3 separate regions of the Drosophila melanogaster genome follow, and regions 1 and 3 are each linked to region 2. The links are chromatin contacts, called in public Hi-C and targeted proximity ligation maps. All regions are on one chromosome and are shown on one strand. The core of a region is the stretch at or near the end of the contact, and the rest is flanking DNA. Distances in the headings are between cores, read along the strand shown.

The links. Hi-C and Micro-C count contacts between places; a contact is called where the count stands out from the background.
Region 1: a contact with region 2 is called in a Hi-C map of the Kc167 cell line, with 3 times the contacts expected there. A contact is called at or near these places in 2 of 107 Hi-C or Micro-C datasets (the Kc167 cell line and the S2 cell line) and 2 of 7 datasets of targeted methods (the Kc167 cell line and the S2 cell line).
Region 3: a targeted proximity ligation map of the Kc167 cell line shows a contact between it and region 2, with 4 times the contacts expected there. A contact is called at or near these places in 15 of 107 Hi-C or Micro-C datasets (the Clone 8 cell line, the D17-c3 cell line, the Kc167 cell line and 6 more) and 2 of 7 datasets of targeted methods (both in the Kc167 cell line).

The regions. Positions count from the first base shown.
Region 1 is chr3L:11,528,396-11,531,095 of dm6, forward strand. The region is part of intron 1 of Mob2 (Mob2,); the gene reads right to left. Among named protein-coding and RNA genes, the nearest start is that of Fuca, 7.0 kb to the left of the region's middle.
Region 2 is chr3L:11,283,288-11,285,987 of dm6, forward strand. lncRNA:CR45404 (long non-coding RNA:CR45404) reads left to right here and starts at 1,444. Exons shown (of 1, transcript NR_124881.1): 1 at 1,444-1,893.
Region 3 is chr3L:11,486,107-11,488,806 of dm6, forward strand. It overlaps chrb (charybde), which reads left to right and starts at 1,444. Exons shown (of 4, transcript NM_140213.5): 1 at 1,444-2,495. The coding sequence starts at 2,429.

The DNA.
Region 1 (2,700 bases), core at 181-2,680, 250 kb after region 2:
TTTGGCTAGTTTCAAAAACCCCTCAAAAGAAAAGAATAAAAAGCATAACGCTTATCAAAACTAAGAATCAACAAGTCTTTTCATATTTGCCTCCATATTGTTTATATTTATGCAAAGAGCTCGAAAAAAGTGCGTGGCCGTGCTCATGGGCATAACCGAGTTTAATAAACATTTATCAGTCGACCGGAGAGACGGTGGCAAATGCGTCTCTTTAGGCATTTAAACAAATAAACTTAGTTCTGATTATAATTATGCCACCCACCCAACGCCGCCCGTTGTGCCCGCACGATATCGGCGAAGCGTGCTGATAAAACTCGAAATCCAAACACATATGTAGGTACGTACGTACATATATAATATGTATGTACACATTCATTGAAGTATATAGTCATCGTGTGTACATTTGAATATCAGACAAATGTGCGCTTTTGTTCCCCATTATTTGCTGGGAGGCGGCGAGGCGTGGCGCACAGGTAACCACCAGACAAGCGACTTTCCCGTTCAGTTATTTTTTTTTTTTTTTTCATTCAGATAATGCAAATCCACCCGCCCGCATTTAAGTGGCAGTTGGAGTGGCATACGGTGGGATTGGGGCATTAGCATTAGCATTAGCGGTGGCACTCTAACTAATAGTTATTCCATCAAGTGCCAAATAATGCCAAGGACCTCCACATCGCACATCGATCTGTGTGACGCCGCCACCAACACCACCTTCGCTCTTGTCGCACAAAATTTGCGTGTCAGGTCAGAGGCGACGAAAGGTCGACGTGAATGGATTGTGCGCTCCGGTTCCAATTTAAATGGCCGGATGCAGTCTGGCACACTAGATGGCACACTAAGATTGGGCGGAACTCAAGGCGCGTCGTACCCTGTAATCAAGGACACAGAGCACTGGTTTCGAGTGCAAATCAAATCCTTGACTCACGCCAACTCATTTGCAAACTAAATGGACTTTCTTTGGATAATATTGGAAAATAGTTCTTTAAATTTGTTACATTTGTTGATTACATTTTATAACATTTTTAGAAGTTGTTGAAATGAAGAAGAAGTAGAAGTATTTTGATAAAGAAAGTGGGAATTTCTAGGACTCTATATATATATATATAAAAGAACTAACTTAAACGTGAAGATTTGTACATTTGTACATCCGTGTATTATAAAATCCAGTTTAATCCTACTTTATTCGATTTGTAAACTTTCCCTTTCCAGTTCTCAACCTGAGTTTAGGTACCTTCGTCCGTCAGTCGCCTTGACACATTTTTTTCAAGATGGTGAACTGTAAAACACGTTCTCACTTGGAAAAGCTCTTAGTCGATTACCGATTCGTGCGACAACTTTATTGCACCTCCGATCGAATGGGAACTACTGGCAAACAAACCATTAACCCACACACTCAATTTACACACTGGGGCCAATCGAAGTGACGTGTTGTGTGGCGCGATAAGTCGACTTCTTTCGGTTTCTTGCAATTTCACAAGAAGTTCCTCGGAAACGTCACATACAAGTCGTATTAAATGTGTGTTTTATGGGGTTTCCCGTATAATATCTTCTATTTTTCTTTTATCACATAAACACCTCGCTTCTATATCGCAGAATAGGCCGCAAATATATTCGCACGTTTGGATTTTATATCGCATTTCGTGTGCCATCGCTACGAGTCGAGCGAAAACCTAAAACTAAAAGCCACAAAAAATCGAAATGGATGGATGGTATGGCCAAAATGGGTGCATAAAAAATTGGTGATAAATAAAATTGAAATTCCAACTCATCATTTTCGTATTGGCACGAAAGAGTGCCCAAAATGTGGGTGGGTTTAGCTGTGGCTTTGACCTTGTGTCGTAGATAAAGCGAATATAGTTTGAAACATTCAGAACTGGCCAAAAAAAACAATTAGCCAAAGGAGAAGAGAAGGCGACCAGAGCCAAGGGAATTCAATACATGGTCGAGAACCTGACCTAATGTTATATTTCTTATTGTTTCGATTCGAAGCATATGGCCCCAAAACACACCCAACACCCCAGGGAGGTGGCAAAGCGAAGGGACTAGGAATTGGGCCATATGAGAACCACCTCCCAACCCCTCCCCCATTAGAGTGGCCCTGAACACACATGTCCATTTAGCCCCCACCAACTCCATCATTTTAGATAAGCTCACGGGCTTTCCCGACATCGCTCTCGTGTGCCATTTACCCCGAAAAATATTGCGATAGGCCTCGCTCGCCATATGCTACGCACAAAACCAATCATCGTGATATTGATCTATCAATTAAAAGCCTTTTGCTGTTGCCCCATCGCACCCCAGATACTAATTGTAAATAGGTAGGTGAAGTGAGGTGCTGCTTTTTATACACATACATATGCATAATGCATATCATAGTTAAAAATCGCTAGTCACTCGAAAATTGTACACAAAAAAGCAGTCGAGTTTTAGTTGGTTATCTCTGCATTTACTTAGCTAAGCATACATTTTTAGTTAGCTTAGCAAAAGCGTGAGTTTGATTTACAATCATTTTTAGTAGGAGCAGTTTTAAATTTTAAATAAATAAGATGAAATGATTATTTCAAAAGCAAATACATATATGCATGAGTATTTCCCTTTGATAAACTAGTAAATTAAATGTAAACATTAAAGTATTTCAGCATGACAGGATTTTTGCAAAATTTCTATCCGTATGACACACATATGGTAGGCATAACAAAT
Region 2 (2,700 bases), core at 194-2,693:
TTTATTTATGAATGTTGCCGGTTGGATGGACAGTCGGGCAGAACCGGGCAGCCATTCCCATTGCCATCTGCGTCTCACCTGATTGGTGTCCCATTAGGGCAACAAATTAGCTCTTGGCCAGCTCTCTTGGCCATTCCAGGCTTCCGGGCCCTGGGTTATTTACGACCAGGAGATGCAATCCCCGAGCAGATCGAACAGCATTTATGCATTTTGCTTTGCCATAAATCATAATGGCAGTGCAAGTCCCCCACTTTACTACTTTTATGGAACTGTGCACAGTAGCAAAAGTAGTCGTTTTATGACACAAAAAAGTTAAGAACTCAGAACATGAAAAATAATCACTATATTTAAGTTATTTTCATAAGTTCTTGTACATATTATAATAGTAGTTTCTTTTGAGGATAAATAGTTAATAGATACATTTTCTATATTTTAGTAACCTTATTTAATGCCGGATAGACATTGGTTTACTTTGGTATCTTTTAAATACACAAATATTTTTGTAGTACTAGTATGATAAGTACTCTACATTTTTCTGTGTGTAATACGTAGTTAACTGTCTTACTTTCAGCTGGCGGCGAAGGCTTTTGCCTAATTGATTTACAACACTTTCCAACCTTACTCAATGTTGGAAGTGACAAATGCAGGGCTCTTGTCGCTGGCTTCTCTTATTATTATTATTATTGTTGTTATTACTATTATCTTTATCTGGCGACTTGCGGGAGATGTTCTTGGAGGTGGAATGGGTTGGGAAATGGGGTTGCCAGCCGGTTGGGGCTGGTCGGTTCGAAATGGCTATGGGGATGGGGTTTCGCTGGGGGACTTGCTCAATGCTCGATTGCGCGACAATCGCAATGGGACCATATATATGTGTTTCGCAGCTTATCATTCCCTGCATATACAGTACTAAATGTACATACATATATGTATGTACATATATGTTTGTTCAGTGTGTGCATATGCTGCTGATTCCCTGGGGTCGCATTGGAGCGTGAGCATTTTGCAAAAATAATTTATGGCAAACTGTTGATTGCTGACATGGGGCCCCCAGAGCAGCAGCGGCAGAAACAATAGCAACAACGAACGCAGGGTACAAAAAACTAAAACAGTATTATTAACAGATGTGTAGCAACGCAAGAAGATAGGCGCACAAGTGCTATAAAAAAAGAAAAACAATGATACACCAGCAAATTATCAGCAATATTAAAAGAAACAAGAGCAATGACAGCCACATCAGATAGCTAAATGGTATCAACAACTCTAGCAGCAGCAACATCAGCAACAGTAACATAAGCAACAAAAGCAACATCTGGAACAAGAGCAACATCAAGAGTAACAGCAACATGAGAAAAACAAGGCAACTAACACTAAAGAGCGAAAAGCAAGAAGATGGGGCATATGTACGATAAAGAAAAGAACAACAATAATACCGCAACATTTTATCAGCAATTTTAAAAGAAACAAGAGCAATGCCAGCAACATTAGTTAGACACGCAAATGTTATCAACAATTCCAGCAAAAGCAACATATGTAACAGCGGGAATATGAACAAGAGCAACATTAACAGCAACATGTGGAACCTAAGCAACATTTACAACAACATGTGGAACGAGAGCAACATTGACAGCTGGAACTGCAACATGACAGGAGTAACATTAAACAGGAACATCAAAAACAAAAGCAGTAGCAGCAACATTAGAAACAAAAGCAACATAGCAACATTAGAAACAAACGCAACAACACTGCCGACACAAGACAACACCAATGGCTTTGTAGACAACATTAACAAAGAACGAGCTGTTCAAACAAAGTAACAACAGCAACAAAAGAGGAAGAAAACCAACAATACTTGTAAATAACATTATGGCCCATACAGCAGCAACAATAGTTGCTACAATAACAGCAGCAACATTGTAGCTAAAGTCGTAGCCCTCTTTTGGCAGTGTCTAAACAATGAGAAAAATGTATCCAAAAACGATCAATTTGTTGAAAAATACCTATCTTCATATTGAGCAAACTTGTATAAATTATTTTAGTTTTTTTAATTTGTTAAAAAATACCTATCTTTATATTGAGCAAACTTGTATAAATTGTTTTAGTTTTTTCGATTAATTTTTCTACTAGTGCATCAATCAGTCCTATTATTGTTGGATACGCGACTAGAATTTATCATTAGTTTACGCGATGTACAAGCATACAAACTATGTATATATATACCTATATATATAGGATTATATGCCATATAGATTAACAATTGTAATCGCTGTTGTTGTAGCTGCTGTTGTTGATTTTGCCAAGCGAATCGAAACACAACGAGCAAAACAATAAGCTAACAGCAACTGTAGAGGCAACTCGGGTGTTGATGTGTTTTCGAAAACATTGCGTCATTTCCAGATGGCAAGCTTTAAGCCAATTGCCAGCACCCGCCCCCACCCCCCCTCACATCGCAGCGTCGAATGCCTATACCCAAACCCCCGCCCCCCACACAACCACGCCCCTGTGCAGTGAAAACACAGAGACCAAGTGGCAGACGATCGAGTTGGATTCGTAGAAAAACAGCGCCAATTCTACGAACTGAACTTGGGGATGTCGACGCCTATATCGGAAGGCAAATGGCACTGTGGACACATACATACGTACATACGTACGTACATACATGCGTACATACACACATACATACGTACGTACAGATGTACATAG
Region 3 (2,700 bases), core at 194-2,693, 200 kb after region 2:
TCTATGCCAAATGGTGCGATTATTTTTGTTTAGTTTGGAAACATATTTTGTAGGCTGAATAGGCGAGTTCTTCGAAAAAATCCCCTCATTTTTTTGGAATATATTTTTCTCTTTTTTTTTCTCTGTACCCTGGTGCGGCAGTAGCCCCATGCTGGGCACTGTGCCACTCCCCCGCGCCCTCCGCCAGGCAATTGTGTTGTGTAAACATTTTTTCAGCATTAACTGACATGTGTAAATCCCCCCAACTTCACACAGAAAAAAAGCAGCAGCAGCAACTAGACAAGGGGAAATGCGGATGCTTTCTCCAAAGCTGATCCAATGGAGAGCGGAGGAGCACCCACAACGAGCCAGTGACAAATAGGAAAAGGGGAGTGGGTGGAGTGGGTGGAGTGCGGATAAGGGGGATATGGCATAAGGGATAAGTAGGGGTGCGGATGGGGTGTCCAGAAAGGGGGCGGGTGGTGTCAGCCGGACTGTCCAACGCCAGCGGCGCCATTTTTTATTTCTATTAAGATGAATTGTTAAAACAGTGACAGGCCCTGTGTCCTGTGTCGGCGAAGCATTTTCATCCATTTTCTTGTTCTCCCCTCCATTCCGTTACCAACAGAACTGGAGGCGGTACAATGGGTCTTGTCATCCGGTAAAGGCCAAATATACGAGCATCAACATATGTACTTATGTATGTATCTACTATATACATACATATGTACATATATGAATACCATCAGTCTGTGCAGTCGGCATATTCCCCAAAACACCATAAATTTTGTTACGAGATTCAAATGAAAAAGAAAGGAACAAACTAAAATGCCAAATTACAGAAAACCGCCTCCAGGTTTTTTCTCTCGCAATTTGCGATTTTCTTTACAGAACGCTATGCTAATATTTAGATATTTGGGTTCTTAAGCAGAAACCCAATGTTTTTTTTTTTATAATTTCGATTTCATATTCGTTCTCTTGATATTCTACCTTTTTAATTCTAACAATAAAAAACACATTTAAGATTAAGAAAATTTCATTTTAGGTTAAAAGAATAACTGAAATTATATTTTTCCATAAAAAAAAAACATTTTTTGTTAAAAATAGCTTCAAGATAACATACAAGTTATTAAACAACAAACTTTATATTACGTGCAAATGATATCCATAGATAGAAGCAAAGAGAATTAACAATTGGGATTATAGACTTTACCAATTATTTTTGAAAACAATGCACTCAAAGAGACCGACAGTTTTGCTCAACTCTCAAAACTAAAACACTCAAGAGAGCGAGCCGCTCAACTGCTCTTAAGTGTCTTTAAGAACAGCTGATCACCGGTTGCAAAAGAGTGCCAAGTCGCTCAAGAGAGAGTTCACGGCCAAGGAAAAGGAAAATGAAAAGCTGCGACGCCGGCAGCGCAGCCGGCGTGGAAAATTGGTATAAAAGCAGCAGCACGCGAGCCGGCCGGATAGTAGCTTTGGAAAACTGTTTGGAAAACTGCTCCGCTCCGCTCAGCTCAGCTCTCCAGCGTGTCCCGTTATCGAAGTTGTTGCCGTTGCCGCAGTTCCAGTTTTTCATCGTCCTCCTCTTCTTCTTCTGATTCAGCTATTTCCAAGCTCTCTCGCTCGCACCAACACAGAGACAGAAACAGAAACAGCTGAGCGAGCGCTGAGTGAAAATTTTGTAGTACGCTTCACACGAACTTCTGAAAAAAACCGCAGTCGAAACGCGGCCGCCAAACATAGCACATCGGCACATAAGGGGCAGAACGAGAAGAATTAGAGCCAGAAAATCGGAAAACCAGAAAAGAATACTTCTACAAACGAAACGCAGCCATCAGCACTTGAAACTCCGCCATATGTAGGAAAGCAAAGCAAAGATAAATACGAAATTAAAATCTCTGTCCAAACAACAAGAACGTCATGAATTAAATCAAAACCATGTGCTGTGCTTAAATTTAAAAAGGAAACCAGACAGAGCGAGACAAAAAGGGGAAGCGAAAGCCCAGAGGAAGAAAATAGCGAGAGAGAGCTGAACGGGGCGGCAATTTGCGTTGATTTTTTAGAATGTATTGAATTGAAATGTTTAACTAGAATAACAAATTTAGTTGTTGATACTTTTCCAATTGTTTGTTAAAACGCTGTCGCTGGAAAATCGAACTCTCCACCACATACACACACACAACAAAGTAAACACACAATAAAACACCTAACCACACGCGAAGTAAAATCAAATTCTTGTGATTAAAGTGCATTTCTATACGTACGTTAAACTACAACTATTCACACCCACGCAATATATTAAACGCATCGAAAGTCGGTCGAGATCAAACGCCTATAGCCTATATAATCGCATTCGCATTCGGTGGCAGCAGCAGGCGGCAGACTTTCATTATAAATCCAACAATCGGCTGAAAACACACAAAATAGCAGTTGCAACGGCGGCTCTATGAAGATGGAAGTGCTCTCAGTACAAAATCACATTCAGGGAAAATTCGGTGTTAATAAAATTAAAGGTAAGTTCACATAGCAAAATAATCTAGATTTTTAAATAGAACAAGATTTGAAGAGAAAAGCAAACTTGAACTTTTCTGATATTTGTCTTTCTTCTGGTTTTAATAAGAAAATATAACAAAAATCGTGGTTTTACAACTTTTTGTGTGAGCTAAAAAAGTTCGTTTCTAATGTTGATTTACTAAAGTTTTCAAGCAACGAGTTCAA